2 separate regions of the Rattus norvegicus genome follow, and region 1 is linked to region 2. The links are chromatin contacts, called in public Hi-C maps. All regions are on one chromosome and are shown on one strand. Each heading gives the region's core, a stretch centred on a gene start, on an enhancer-like site or on the middle of the called end of the contact. The rest is flanking DNA. Distances are from core to core; before and after follow the strand shown.

Region 1 (3,267 bases), core at 629-3,128, 250 kb before region 2:
AGGTGTGTGTGTGTGTGTGTGTGTGTGTGTGTGTGTGTGTGTGTGTGTGTGTGTGTACGCACTCGAGTGTGATCTCCCCAGCCTTACTTTTTTACTTTTACTTCGAAAGGGTATTTATGGTTTTTGTTGTTGTTATTGTTTTGTCTCCTGGGGGGATTTTCATGACAAGGTCTCAGGGAGCCCAGTGTGCCCCCCACCCCATCCTTGTTTCCCCAAACCCTAAATTATCAAATGACACCATGAAACAACAGGTTTTTGTTAATCAAATGGCAGGCAGCTCCTTGCCTTGAGTAAGCTCTCCCAACCCTGTCTTGGATGGCCCTTAAGTATTTAGGAATAGCTTTCAGAACCATGAGTGTCTTCCCGTCTTTCCTGAGCCTTGGCATCAGTCTTGGGAGATTGAGACTGGGTTGTCCCTATCTGTATGCTTCCAACAAAGAGGATTTGCAAAACCCTCCTGCTTCTACTTAGTGTCTACCTTCTTAAAAGAGTCTTGGGCTGGAGATGGTTCCTTGGAAAAACCTGCTTGCTGTGTAAGTATAAAGACCTGAGTTCAATCCCAAGAACCTATATAAAAAGCCAGGTTTCACACCTATAATCCCAGCACTGGGAGGGGGGGGTGGTGGTGGTGGTGGTGGTGGTGGTGGTGGTGGTGGTGGTAAGGGACTGAGGGCTAGTGGGTAGCGCAAGTCAAGTTGCTTTTATCACACCCAATTTTATGCTCTGACTTCTAGACATGAATGTAACATGTACACTTTCCCACTGGGATTAACACATGTGTGTTACAGGTTCAGTGTGGCTTGTCTTTCTCTGCATTTCTCGGTAGCAGCATTGGTGAGGCGGGCCTTTGAGGCTGGGGTTCTATATGAAGTTGGTATTAAAGTATCTCTTCTGCCTGTGTCTGTTGTGACAGACAGCATGAGGCCCTGGATCCTGGACCCAGCTTTCAGAACAGTGAGCCTGGCTTCCTTTCTAAATCAACTCAGCCCCAGGGAACTTGTGGTGCTGTGGAGAACAGGCAGAGGCACGGGTGGGGATGGCTCACTAAGGGCCCAGTTTGTTTCTTGCCAGACAGAATCTCTGAGCTGGAACTCAAAGCCTGCCTGCTGGTCTCGTTGAAGGAATCAGGCAGAAACCAAAATGTCCACTGTGACTTTCTCCAATTGGTCTCAGTTCTGGGAATCTATTTCAAGGGAAAAAAAATACAAAAAGGGGGAAGCCAAAACATAAAGATGTTTATTGAAGCTCTATTTATAGCGAAAATAAAATATATATAAACAAACATTCAACAAGAAAATACCATGCAGCCATTTGAAAGTAAGATTCCACATCAACATTGAAAAACATCGAGAAAAGAAGTAGAGTAAAAGCCAAATATACATTTACAACCTTGTCAAAGGGAAAAAAGCAAGAAAAAGTGCCCATGAGAAAACCTGTCTAGCCGAGCTTTCCCCATCTGCTCAAGGATCCCCACACAGTGTGTCTGCTATCCCAAACCCGCCCAAAAGCCTGGGGGAGGAGACAGCCTGAACAATCCTTAGGAGTGGAAACCCAGGCCAAGCCTACTGGCTACTCCCGGAGATATGGGGGACAGACAGACTCTGCATTCAGACTGACCTTCTAGAAAGGTGAGACAGAGACACCATGGGCAATAACACCTCAGGCCATAAGGCCCTGCCAGAGAGCCTACACTCAGACCAGCAGTAGCCTGTTGGCCACTGGCCCCAGCCCTTGGGTTACCTGTCACGTGTTGGCAAAGATTGCCTTTAAACCCGAGGTTCTTCTAGGGTTCCCCCAGGGCCCAGCTGTCTCCCTCCTTTCCTCACTTCTTCCTTCTGAGCCTGGCATCGGTAAGTCCCCACTGGTTCTCCTGCCACCTAACCAGGATGCTGATCTGCTTCCTGTTCTGGTCTCAAGACATCTGCTGTGTCTGGAAGTCAACCAGACAACTTCATCTTTGTCCGACTCTTTGATCTTGAGCCAAACTCCCTCTGCCCTTGGGTCCCAGCCCCTAGTTAACACCCACTCGAGAGCTGCGTTAGAAATCCATTCCCCAGACGCCCCCCAGATATTATGCACACCCACTTCAGCCCACTGGAGGACCGCGAGCTGTCACATCAGGGGAAAGGAGTCGCAGGACAAAAGGACATTATGACGGTGCTTTTCGTTTTCCATTTTTCTTTTTGCACAAAAACAGTCCATTTATTCAAGTGTTCTCCAGCACAAGTACATTAGAAAGGAGCTTTATTATATTCTTCTGGGCACAAAAAAAAAAAAAAAAAAAAGAAAAAGAAAAGTGATGAAAGCGGAACTGACGGACTGTCTACACCTGCTGTACGCATTGACCTTTTTAATTATTTCTTCAACAGCTATGTCACAAGCATCACGTACACAGAGATACAACGGGACACCGGATGGTGCGGCAAGCTGTGCGCAGCCCCCCACACCCCTCCTGGCTGCCCCAGAACCAGACTGTGAAATGTACAGTATTACTGTCAATAAATAGAGAAGCAACCCTAACAAAAAAATACAGTGGTAGAAGGAAGCTGGGACCAGGGAAAACAAACGACAATTTAAAAAGAAAAAATAGGAAAAGAGAGAGATAGGAAGAGGAACGGAAAGAGGACCGAGGGGGACTAGGGGAAGGTTCTGGAAGGTCCTGCACTTAGCTGCGTGGAATGTGGAGTAAAAGTGCTCTGCCACCGGGGTCAAAGCGAAATCGTCTGTAACAGTAAAAGTTATTACCAAACCAGCCACGGAGTTTATTTTGTAGTATGAATACATGATTTCCCACAAGTAAGCACCCGATACTTCGATGCCTCAGCTAAAACACGTGAAATCGTTCACTTAGTTTTCAAGTACAAAGTTAAAATGCCTTTTTAATAATAATATATCAGAGTAAAATAATAGTCTCTTTTAAACTCCACTACAAGAAAACAAAACAGAACATCATTGTCCAGACAGCAGACTTAATTTAACAATATATATTTTTAATAAAATGTGTTTAGCACCGTGTGAGTCATCCCCTCCCTCTGCATATTCTAAGGAATTTCAACTTTTCATTATTGTTGTTTCTATAGAATTCTAGGGCCGGACAATCAAATTAGTCTGTAAAATGGGACTAGGTGAGACTTTAGACCACTGCTCATGTCCTCAGGCTCGGGGACTGGGTGGAGTTAGGAGGCCGCTTTATGAGCCCACAAATGGGGTTCATCCCAATGGGAGAGCCAGTTACAGGAGTTCCTGGGGTCCCCTAGAGAAGCTGTG
Region 2 (3,285 bases), core at 490-2,989:
TATATTTGGAAAAGACAAAACTAGAAACAGGCTGAATGCCCATTAGCAAGGGAGTGAGCAAGACTTGGTATATCCACAGAACTGGATTCTAGATGGCGCTGAAAAGAACCAGCTAGGGTAGCACCTGCTTGTGATCGCAATGCAGCCTACCTAATGGGAAAGGTGAAAGTTATAGAGTCAGCACAGTGGCGTGACAAAGATCCAGCAAATGCAACTGACGCTGTGCATCTTCCACTTCTGGTCTTGATCTCCACACGTTGCACCCCTACTGCTAGTTGGTCAGGCTGCAAGACTCCCTTGGCCCCCATGCCTGACTTACTCTTCCCTCACCACTGTGGAACCTGGCCAACGCTGATGATCCCCGGCACATCGAGGTGAGCGGGTTCACCTCAGCGTCAGAACACTTGTCTAGAAGGCGCTAAGGACTTGGTTTAATACCTGGCTCCCCCACACACAAATGCCTGCACATGCTGTATATTACATACCTCCGCTCACAGCTGAACATATAAAGCTAGCTTGCTGACAGACTTCTACAGAAGATATCACAGTGTTTACATATCAGAGTAAAGTTTGTTTTTTTTTTTTTTTTTTTTGGTTCTTTTTTTTGGAGCTGGGGACCGAACCCAGGGCCTTGCACTTCCTAGGCAAGTGCTCTACCACTGAGCTAAATCCCCAACCCCCAAAGTAAAGTTTTTAAGACATTGTTTTTATATGTATGTGTTTTGCCTATGTGTATATCCGTGCACCACATACATGCCTGGTGCATTAAACCCCCTGGCGCTGGAGTTACAGATGGTTGTGAGCTGCTACATGGGTGCTGGGAATCAAACCTCGGTCCTTTAAAAGGGCATCCAGTGCTCCTAATGGTGAACTAGCTCTCCAGCCCCAACGATAATCTTAAGCACTTCACTACTGATTGAGATTTTTAATCCCTTCTTCTAGCTACTGTATATTACGCAGATGACATCCTCATTCAAAAACCCTAGTGTGTTTGGTGCAGATATGGCTTGGAGGAGAACTCCTATATGGAAGGTTACAAGGTCTAAGGTCATATGTAGTTTAAGATTTGTCCTTCAGACCTAACAGCTTACACCCTATACCAGAATCCTGAAAACTCCTCTTTTCTACCCATTGCCAACCCTGGCTGTTCTGAATCTCTTGCATTCTTCTGCAAATGGGCTAGACAGAACGCCAACATTTTAATGGCCATAAATCACTTAAAACTAGAACAAGGGAGAAACCTTGGCTTTCCTGGTGTTTTTTAATCAGCACTCAAGTGGTGTGCCAGGTCATTGGTTCGTAAAGGCTAATACAGTAACATACAGTATCACACAGTGCTCTGTCAGGATATATGGATAAATTAACAGACAATAAGAAATGATTCTAATAGTGGGATAGATACTTTGAAGTCATTCTGTGTGCTATAGGCGAACCATGAGGGAATGACCATCAGCCTAGGCAATAGGATACAGAGAATTTGGCAAAGAAAAGCTGGGAGGGTGGGGAAGAGAGGAGATAAGGGAGGCTAGGACACTAGATTCAAAAACATAAAAGTAAGAAAATACAGTGTGCCAGGCAACTTCAAAGTTTCATACTGTCATACTGCTGACAGAGAGCAAAAGAAATAAAACTCTCAGACCAAAGACATAATTGCAAAATCTTTCAAAGTCTCACACTGTGAGGTAAGCTTGTTTTGGAAGGTGCTTCTAGCCAATGCTGAACGAACAGCTGCCTGCTCTCACATGCACTCACAGACTACATGGTAGAAAAATGAGGCCAAGTGCACCCAGGGCTTTAGGGGCTGACAAGCTCAAAGGGAGGCAGCAGCCCACAAGTCCTGAGGAAGCAGGACCCCAAGCAGCAGTGAGGTCTGGAAATCGAGGAAGGTCTCCATGCTTCTCTGCCTCGTCCTGCTCTCTAGTCCTGCACCCTCGGCACGAGGCTCTCAGCCAGCACAGCTGCCCACTGTCTGGCTATCCCTGGCTGCCACAAAACTGGAACAGGTCTAACAGAGGCAAATCGAGCATTCAAGAGACATCATACACAGTACACCAAAAGTCAGAGAGTAAAGACCATCTCTACTGCTTAGCACTGCTCTGACACAGTATTTATTAAACATGTCTGAATGTAAGAAATTTCTGGGCACTTGTTTGAAAAGTCAAACAAAATAGAATCCTCGGCCTCAACCCAGAGCCTCTAAGTGAGGATTACTCTTCAAAAAAGGATTAGATTAGATATGTAAGTATCTGAAAGAGATTCAGCCATTGCTTACTAGATAGACGTGAGTGTAGTTACATTCTAGAAGTCCAAAAGTATTAATGGGAGGATTATTACAACTGTTTATGAACGGGAGAGCAGGTGAGACTTGGACACGGAAACGCCCAGAGTCAGTTAATAGAGGCGTCAGAGCCTACATAAGAAGCATGGCCTGGAACTAAGGACTGGAAAATTTACCAGTGCTGGCCATCTGAAACTAGGAACTACAGCAAAGCTTTCATGGAGAAGCAAGCACAGGAAAGAGCTCAGGAGAGAGCACTGGGGAAGGCAGTATCTGCTCTACTGAAGGTGAGCCCAAGGTCTCATGAGAAAATGACAGGCCAGTGTTTATATAACGGGACACTAAATGAAGATGAATAGACAGTGAATTGGAAATTAAAGGAAAATTACATAGATAACACTCAGTTACTAATTTACTTGAGAATCCTCCCTAAATCCGTGTGTGCGGATGTTCCAAAGCCCCAGGTAGACAGCAGTAATTGCGGGTGGACTGGAGAAAACCTGGAGACAATGAGACGATTCACAAGGCTGGGTCGTGGAGGAGCGTGGGTGTTCCCACACATGGCCTCAGGGTGTACGCTCTCCAGTGTGGCTCTGGTGGCCACCTGTAAGGATCAAAGAAGATCCAACACTGAAGAAAGGGCTGGGGGGTGAGTGATGACAGCCAGAGGAAATCGCTCATCTGAAGGACGGCTTGGTTTCGGCTCCACTTCCACACAGGCCTCGCCATCTCTCTCCTCTAAGAGTAACGTGCCCCAGTTGGGAGGAGCTTGCTTTATTGCTTGATAAATGACATGCCACCCTTCTCTGATAAGCATCATCTTTTCAAACAGCTGGGTCCATGCAAATGTTCTGCTTTCAAACTCAGCACTTTTGCAGCTGTAAATGGGTTTAAGAATAAACAGTGCTGCCAAATACCACAGCGGAGTTGGGCAATGCTCAGAAATTGACAAAAACAATATTTAAATCATCCCAGGCTGATAACTGTTGGCGGGATATCTCTAGCCT

The links. Hi-C and Micro-C count contacts between places; a contact is called where the count stands out from the background.
Region 1: a Hi-C map of frontal cortex shows a contact between it and region 2, with 2.2 times the contacts expected there. The contact joins two enhancer-like sites. A contact is called at or near these places in 3 of 12 Hi-C or Micro-C datasets (the A7r5 cell line, Schwann cells and frontal cortex).

Annotation. Positions count from the first base shown.
Region 1 is chr6:32,619,627-32,622,893 of GRCr8, reverse strand. It overlaps a transcript of Dnmt3a not described here. Among named protein-coding and RNA genes, the nearest start is that of Yipf4l1, 22 kb to the left of the region's middle. Within about 2 kb of position 1,878, at least 8 of the 93 cell types and tissues checked have an H3K27ac peak or open chromatin away from gene starts, as enhancers often do.
Region 2 is chr6:32,373,440-32,376,724 of GRCr8, reverse strand. All of the region lies in intron 8 of Dtnb (dystrobrevin, beta), which reads right to left. Among named protein-coding and RNA genes, the nearest start is that of Dtnb, 89 kb to the right of the region's middle. Within about 2 kb of position 1,739, at least 8 of the 93 cell types and tissues checked have an H3K27ac peak or open chromatin away from gene starts, as enhancers often do.